2 separate regions of the Sus scrofa genome follow, and region 1 is linked to region 2. Evidence: chromatin contacts called from public Hi-C data. All regions are on one chromosome and are shown on one strand. The core of a region is the stretch at or near the end of the contact, and the rest is flanking DNA. Distances in the headings are between cores, read along the strand shown.

The links. A called contact is a pair of places that touch in the nucleus more often than the background predicts.
Region 1: a Hi-C map of embryonic fibroblasts shows a contact between it and region 2, with 1.6 times the contacts expected there. The contact joins the enhancer-like site here to the promoter of VASP in region 2. A contact is called at or near these places in 8 of 47 Hi-C or Micro-C datasets (alveolar macrophages, embryonic fibroblasts, fetal heart ventricle and 5 more) and 1 of 2 datasets of contacts at active chromatin or transcription factors (alveolar macrophages).

What each region holds. Positions count from the first base shown.
Region 1 is chr6:52,123,195-52,126,887 of Sscrofa11.1, reverse strand. RSPH6A (radial spoke head protein 6 homolog A) reads left to right here. Exons shown (of 5, transcript XM_021094594.1): 4 at 253-397. Among named protein-coding and RNA genes, the nearest start is that of DMWD, 7.1 kb to the right of the region's middle. Within about 2 kb of position 2,362, at least 12 of the 83 cell types and tissues checked have an H3K27ac peak or open chromatin away from gene starts, as enhancers often do. A contact at or near this core is called in embryonic fibroblasts, mesenteric adipose tissue and omental adipose tissue, where this site is marked.
Region 2 is chr6:51,871,238-51,875,101 of Sscrofa11.1, reverse strand. VASP (vasodilator-stimulated phosphoprotein) reads right to left here and starts at 2,292. Exons shown (of 13, transcript XM_021094561.1): 1 at 1,099-2,292. The coding sequence starts at 1,103. It overlaps LOC110261012 (a long non-coding RNA gene), which reads left to right and starts at 25. Exons shown (of 4, transcript XR_002344692.1): 1 at 25-327; 2 at 2,628-2,719.

The sequences.
Region 1 (3,693 bases), core at 1,113-3,612, 250 kb before region 2:
TGAACAGAGAAATGGATGCAGAGATGGAGGCCACAGAGCCAGAGCCAGGAATCCCCCATCTCCTTGCTACAGCTTTCTCCTTCCATTCGCTCCCACCTCTTACCTGCATACAAACCCTGTCCTTCCACCTATACCCAGGTCCCTGAGAACAGGACCAGTCCCCGGTGTCCTGCCTGGCTCTTTGCCTCCTCCCAGCAGGCAGGCTGGGCACTGTCCCCTGCGGGTGACATCTGACCTCCTCCCTACCTCCAGGGCCGCTGCACTTGGGTGAACCCTTTGCAGAAGACGGAGGAGGAGGAGGAGCTGGGAGAGGAGGAAGAGAAGGCCGATGAGGGGAGAGAGGAGGTGGAGCAGGAGGTCGGGCCCCCGCTGCTGACGCCGCTCTCAGAAGATGCAGGTAGGCATCCTCGCCTCATACACTGCCAGCTCTGGTGGAGACTGGGAGGAAGGTAGGGGGAGCAGTGAGACTGGGGGGGCACCTCTCTGAGCCTCAGTTGTATTCTCATCTAGAGAATGGGCATCCCATCTGGCGCGTGGCAATGTGGGCTTTGGGGGAGAGAGAGAGAGGGTTTGGGAGGCCTCCCCAGAGGAGGAAGGACATGAGCTGGATTTTCCAAGGCTGGGCAGGAATTTCCTGCGGTTGAGACTTCAGGCGCCTGGACAAAGGAAGAGAGAGTCTGAGAGTGGGCGAGGAGACAGAGTCTGGATGTGGACCCAGAGTCTTGCCCTGTCCTCTGACCCCTGGTCCAAACCAATGGCCGACCCAGAGGGAGTCTGGGGGTGTCGGGGGCCCTCAAGGCTCAGTGCCACCTTGCAAGGGAGGTGAGATAAGTGTCTCCATTTCCTGGGAGGGGTCACTGAGGCTCAGACAGGTGAGGTGGCTTCCTAAGGTCACCTGGCAAGAGAGCGGTCGGAGCCAGGGTTCAAACACTGAAGCCAGTGCTGTTCATTCCCACAGTTCCCTTCATGCCCTTCTTTGTCCTCCTTCCTTCTCTCTGCCTCTGCATGAGGAGCTGCAGCCTAGTCTCTGACCTCCCTGGTGCTCTTTGCTCCCCACAGAAATCATGCACATGTCACCCTGGACCGCCCGCCTGTCCTGCAGCCTCAGCCCACAGTATTCCGTGGCCGTGGTGCGCTCCAATCTCTGGCCTGGGGCCTATGCCTATGCCAGTGGCAAGTAGGTCTTTCCTAGTCCCTCCCAGTGGGGGGCTCCCCTACAACTTCATCAGAGCCAGGCCGGATGGGGCAGCTCACTAGGGTGGGCTGAGACTGGAAGACTCCGTTAAGAAAGTGTCCAGGGGTTGACCTCCTCACTCAGCTCCCAGGGGTCCCACTAAGGCTAAAAGGAGAAAGTCCTGACTAAGAGGCCGTGAGCCCCTTGCATGAAAGAATGGAGGGTCAGAAAGAGGAAGAAGGGGAGTTCCCATCGTGGCGCAGTGGTTAACGAATCCGACTAGGAACCCTGAGGTTGTGGGTTCGGTCCCTGCCGTTGCTCAGTGGGTTAACGATCCGGCGTTGCCGTGAGCTGTGGTGTAGGTTGCAGACGCGGCTTGGATCACGCATTGCTGTGGCTCTGGTGTAGGCTGGTGGCTATGGCTCCAATTAGACCCCTAGCCTGGGAATCTCCATATGCCGCGGGAGCGGCCCAAGAAATAGCAAAAAGACAAAAAAAAAAAAGAAAAAAGAAAAAAGAAAAAGAAAAGAAAAGAAAGAGGAAGGAGGGAGTTCCCGTTGTGGCTCAGTGGTTAACAAATCTGACTAGGAACCATGAGGTCCCTGGCCTCGCTCAGTGGGTTAAGGATCTGGTGTTGCCGTGAGCTGTGGTGTACGTCACAGACATGGTTCGGATCTGCCGTTGCTGTGGCTGTGGTGTAGGCCAGCAGCTGTAGCTCCGATTCGACCCCTAGCCTGGGAACCATCATATGCTGCGGGTGCGGCCCTAGAAAGCAAAAAAAAAAAAAAAAAAAAAAAAAAAAAAAAAAAAAAAAAAAAAAAAAAGAAAAAAGAAAGGCAGAGGAACTGACTCACTGACTCAGAGCCACACTGCAAGTGCAGGATTCCAACCTGAATATCTGGCCCACTGGCCCAAGCTTTCCTGCTGTATGAGGCATGGAGCCAGACAGAACTCAGACGTCCCCTTGGGGGTGGCACTTGTAGGGGCAGTCTCCATCTCGGGGGATGCTAACTCCTTTCCTGGGCTCCCTGGACAGTTCTTTCAGTTTGAATGGTCTTCACGCTGTGGGCAGTATGTGTCCCACCAGAATCCCCTACCAGTTGCACCCAAAGGATCAACAGGCTGAAGTCACCCCCACACCATCCCGCCCTCAGTTACACACTCTGGACAAGTTCCTCAGCCTCTCGCCAGGCACGCGGCAGTTTCTCCGCTCAGCCACTAAGTGGAGAGCGCAGCCTGCGGTGTGGGGCATGCACTTACCAGCTCTGCCCACCAGATGGCACCACGACTTGTCATAGTTTTTCCTTTTCCACGTCAATGATGAAGCTGTACTGTTATTTGCTACTATGATTCGCTGCTTTGATTCATGTGTAATCATGATCATTTAACCACATTCTTGGCAATTTTTTACACTTGCAGAAGCATGGAGGAGGCATGCTCCATTTTGCCAGCGCCCTTCTTCTGGCCACACCCTACCTAATTTGTCAACATTCCTCTGAAAGCAAAATATCCAAACTTGGAGCTCCACTCACTCATCCAGCCTCCACCCCCCAGCTGCCTTCCTATCCACCACCCAAGTCACTTTTTTCTTTATAAAAGCCTTTTTTTTTTTTTGGTCTTTTTAGGGCTGTACCTGAGACATATGGAAGTTCCCAGGCTAGGGGTTGAATCCGAGCTGAAGCTGCTGGTCTACACCATAGCCATAGCAACCGGGGATCTGAGCTTGGGCTTCGAACTACACTACAGCTCAGGGCAACAGCAGATCCTTAGTCCACGGAGCAAGGCCAGGGATGGAACCCTCATCCTCATGGATACTAGCTTGGTTTCCTTTCCATTGAGCCAGGACAAGAACTCCATCTTTATAACAGCCTTGAATGTCATTGTTTGTCAGCTGGCCCCAGGCACCTTGTTGAAAAGGGAGGTGTGGATCCTGCCCTGGGTTCAGGCCGAGGAAGCGTAGCTATTAATTGTACAGCAGCCTCATCCTTCCTCACCTTCTTAAGCACCTCCCACCCCCACCCTCAACAGCCCCTGCCACATGCCCTGTTAGAAATGAAAAGAAATATAACTAGGGAGAGAGGAGGAACAAATAACAGCTAATAATTGTCATGTCTTGAGGGGATCAAGGAAGAATTCCTGGGAGGGGAGTTCCTGTTGTGGCCCAGTGGAAATGAATCCTACTAGGAACCATAAGGTTGTGGGTTCAATCCCTCTCTCAGTGCACTAAGGATCTGGCATTGCCACGAACTGTAGCGTAGTTTGTAGATGCGGTTTGGATCCTGTGTTGCTGTGGCTGTGATGTAGGCCTGCAACTACAGCTCAGATTTGACCCCTAGCCTGGGAACTTCCATATGCCACATGTGTGGCCCTAAAAAGCAAAACAAAAACAAACAAACAAACAAAAAACAAAAAAAGAATTCCTGGGAAAAGCAGCCTTGATCTGAAATCTTTGGAGAAAGAAAGAACTGGGGGGAAAATCTGGCAGAAGAGCATTCTAGGGATTTCCCATCATGGCTCAG
Region 2 (3,864 bases), core at 1,043-3,542:
GGTCCCCCAGCCAACACCGGCCCCGCCCTCAGGTGAGCCCAGGAGTTTTGAACGAAGCCCAGGAAAGACAAAATCCCTGGGTGCCTTGGGCCCCCGGTCCCCAGGATTAAATTCCTGGGAAGATAGCTAGAACTCTTTGGGAAGCCCGGCTCCCAGGGGAAGAGGGCTATGACCTTGAAGCTTCCCAACGCCCCCTCCAACAACCGCACAACTCCGGACCGCTGGGGAAGGGGGGGCGATGTGGAGAGAAGGGGGAGGCGCTGTGGTGGGGAAAGCAGCCGGCCCACGGCGCTCCTTGCCCGCCCCCCACACCAGCTGTCTCGACAGGTGAGTCAGGAAGACAAAGGCCCCCCTTCCCCCAGCTGCCGCGCCCCCTCCCTCCCAAGGGCCCGCGCAGGTGGGAAAAGGGGCTGCCCCTCTGGCACGGGGCCGGGGTGCCGCCCTCGGCCCTAGGCACAGCCCGTTTTAAGCAAATTGTGAGTGGGAAGCGGCGGGGAGTCCGAACCAGATCCTCGAGGCTGCATCTGGGTCGGTGGATCTGTCCGCACCAGCCTCCTCCACAGGAGGACGAGAACCCCTAAATTTAGGGGGTTAAGAGCCCTCGAAGTTAAGGGGCAAAGTCCTCTTGGGAAGACGTTTCCCGGCACCATGTAAAGAGGGACCCCGAAAGCCAAGATCTTCGTTTCAATCTCTCTTCCAGGTCCCAGGGACCTCCAAACTGGCCCCCCCATAATCTCTCCTGGGGCCGGCTAAGATTTGGGGGGAGTCTGAGCCCTGCCTAAATCCCAGCCTCCCGGCCGGGAGTACCTAACAACTTAGAAGTCCTCCGAAAAAGTCTTTTAAAAATTCGGGAGTCCTCGGAGCGCCCCCAAATCTGAGGGCTCCCGGGAGAACCTCACCGGCACCACCCGGAGCCTTGGGAATCAAGGGAAAGTGATCAATATTTGGAGCCCGTCCAAGGGGGATCGGCCTCAAATTCGAGGCTCCCAGTGCCCTGTCCCTAAATTCCAGCCCGGAGCAAGCTGGGGGGAGGGGGACAAAGGCGGGGCGGGATCCCGCGCCGGGCAGGGAAGGGTCTAGAGGCAGTTCGAGGCTCACCTCATGGCTGCTCGGCTGGCGGGCGGAGCGCCCACGGGGTAGGTGCTCCCGGGGCGCCCCTGGCTCGAGGTTCAGGGGTTCGGGGCTGGCTCCAGGTTCTGCTCAGTCTCCCCCAGGGTCCCGCCCCATAGAGTCCGGCTTCCTGGGGGGAACGTGGACAGGGCCGGCGCGGATCCTCAGGCGCCTCCTCCCTTTGGGGAGCTGATCCGGGGTCCTTGCGGCAGAAAGGGGGTGCGGCGTCCCCTCCCCGGCGCGCCCCCTCAGCTGGCGGCGGCTACAATGTTACTCTTACTACTGTACTTCTCTTCGCTACATTTCGTTCCAAAATTCCACTCCCCGCACCCACAATGCCCTGCGCCTTAAAGGGGCCGCGGACACCTCCAGGCTGTGGGATTGGAGGGTGGAGGGTGCTTAAAAGGGCAACGCGGAACCTTAGACTTCCGCTATTTCCCTCTTCCCCAACGTTATTGCACAGCGATGCACTCTGGGGAGTCACCCCCAAATTAGGGGGGCAAGCTTGTTGGGGGGGAAGGGATCCTTCCTTCATCCTTAGTTCTCTCTCATGATAGAAATTCTCTGGGGACTCTCAGTGGGGGCACAATCTCTTCTCACCCTCCCCATCGACTTCTCCATTTCTTTACATTCTACTCAGTGTGGGGGGCGAGAAGGACCCTCTGGTTAAGCATAGATTCAAATTTTCTCCCTTAAATCCTACCTTCGGACCTCCCCCAACGTCTCTCTCCTCCGCCCGTTTATGAAGCTCTACTAAGGGGTGCACCCCCCCCTCCGAGGAGGGGGATGGGTGAGGAGGGGCCCCACCTCCTTCGTTGCCGCCCCCCCCACCGCGCCCGCCCAGGGAAGGTGAGGAGGAAGTGGGCCGAGGGGGCGCGGCTGGCCGCTGACTCACAGCCGCAGGGTGTGGGGGGGGGCGGGGGGAGGGGAGGTGCGGTGCAGGACCTGAGTGGGAATGGGACTCCTGGTCCCGCTGCGAATAAGGCCCACGACCCCCTCCCCACGCACTCCCCGCCGTGACTCAGTTTCGTCGGCGGATGATGGCGGGATCATCCAACAATCCGAGGACACGGAGGTGGGGGGACTCTCCCTAGCGCCTGATCCCGCGAGCCCCCACCCCCACGCGCCAGCTTGGGGCTGAGTCCCTACACCCTTCCCGGGCGTCCGCAGCGGGTCCCTCAGGCTCCGCCCCACGTGACGTCACCAACACGGTCATGCCCCTCCCGTAGAGCGCCACCTGGCCTGGGTTAGATGCCCTAGGCTGGTGTGGGAGCCTGGGAAATCATCAGTTCCACTTTTCGAAATGGGTAAACTGAGGTCTGGAGGCAGGTTGTAAGTATGGGCTCAGCATTCTTGCCTGAGCCTCCTAAAACTCCACTGGTGCCTGGGTGCAAGGTATGCGTGTAAAACAAACAGCTCAGGGCAGAGCCGAGGAGGTGAGGAAGTTAACCTTCCCAGCCTTTTTCCAAGCTGAATCTGCTGCCTGGGTGCCGTCCTGACCTTCACGTCATTTCTAGGCTGTGCTCTGTCGTTAAACCTTCTCTGAAGAATGGAGTGATCCTCTTCCCTTTTCCACTTCACTCTGGGAGACCTTGAACCCCGATCTACGGTAGGATACAGTTGTTTTGGTGTGTTTCCTCAGGCTGTGGGTTCTTTGTGGACAGAGGCAAACTTGATGGCTTTCTGGGTCTTACTAACCCAGCAAAGCAGCTCAACACACATGTACCCAACTGCATGAGAACCCCAGTTCTGTGTGACCGCCGGCAAGTCCTTTCTCTTTTCTAGGTCTCAGCTTTCCCATCTGTGAAATGGAAGGGGTGTCACTTCTGTGTGGCCACCTGGACTAGAGTCAGCAAACTTTTTTTTTTCTTTTTTCATTTCTGGCCCAGGCAGCAGCATGAGGAAGTTTCCAGGCCAGGGATTGAAGCTAAGCCACAGCAGTAACCAGAGCCACAGCAATGATAGCGCTGGGTCCTTAACCCACTAAGCCGCCAGGGAACTCAGCAACCTTTTTCTATAATCATCCAAATAGTATATATTTTAGGCATATTAGGCATAAGCTCTCTTTTGCATCTTCTTTTTTGAAAAACAACACTTTAAAAATGTAAAAACCATTCTTAGCTCAGGTGCTATACAAAACAGATAGCAAGACCCCTTACTCCAGAGAAACTCCTGCATATGCACACAGGAGCTCAATCAAGGATCTATCTGACAGCACTGATGTAAGGGCAAGAAAATTGGAAAGAGCCAAAATGCCCATCAAGAAGGTGATGGATAGCGAGTAAGGTGCCTAAGTGGCATGAAAGATGTCTTTAACACACTATTGAGTAAAAAAACCAAATTGCCAAGTGATACATAGGGTATGAAAAATATCTAGGCAACACCGCAGGTACCGTATACATGTGCGTACATGCCCAATAGAAGATCTGGAAAAATCTACTCCAGACTCACTGCAGTGGTTACCAATAGGACAGAGCATGGGATTGTGGCAGGTTTGATGGTCATAATCTCAAGCCTCATCTTGAAAATGCCAAGTTTAGTCTTGCCACTAAGCTTTCACAATGGCTGTTTCTTCTGCCTTGGGACACTCTTCTCTAGGGTTTTTGCATGGCTGTCTAGTTCCTGCTCAGCTTTCCCCTCCTTAGCGGTCTCACCTGATGTCCCTTGTCTAAAGCAATCATGCCCAGGTGGGAAAAAAAGTTGTTTTTTTTTTCTTTTTAGGGCCACATCTGCAGCATATGGAAGTTCCCAGGC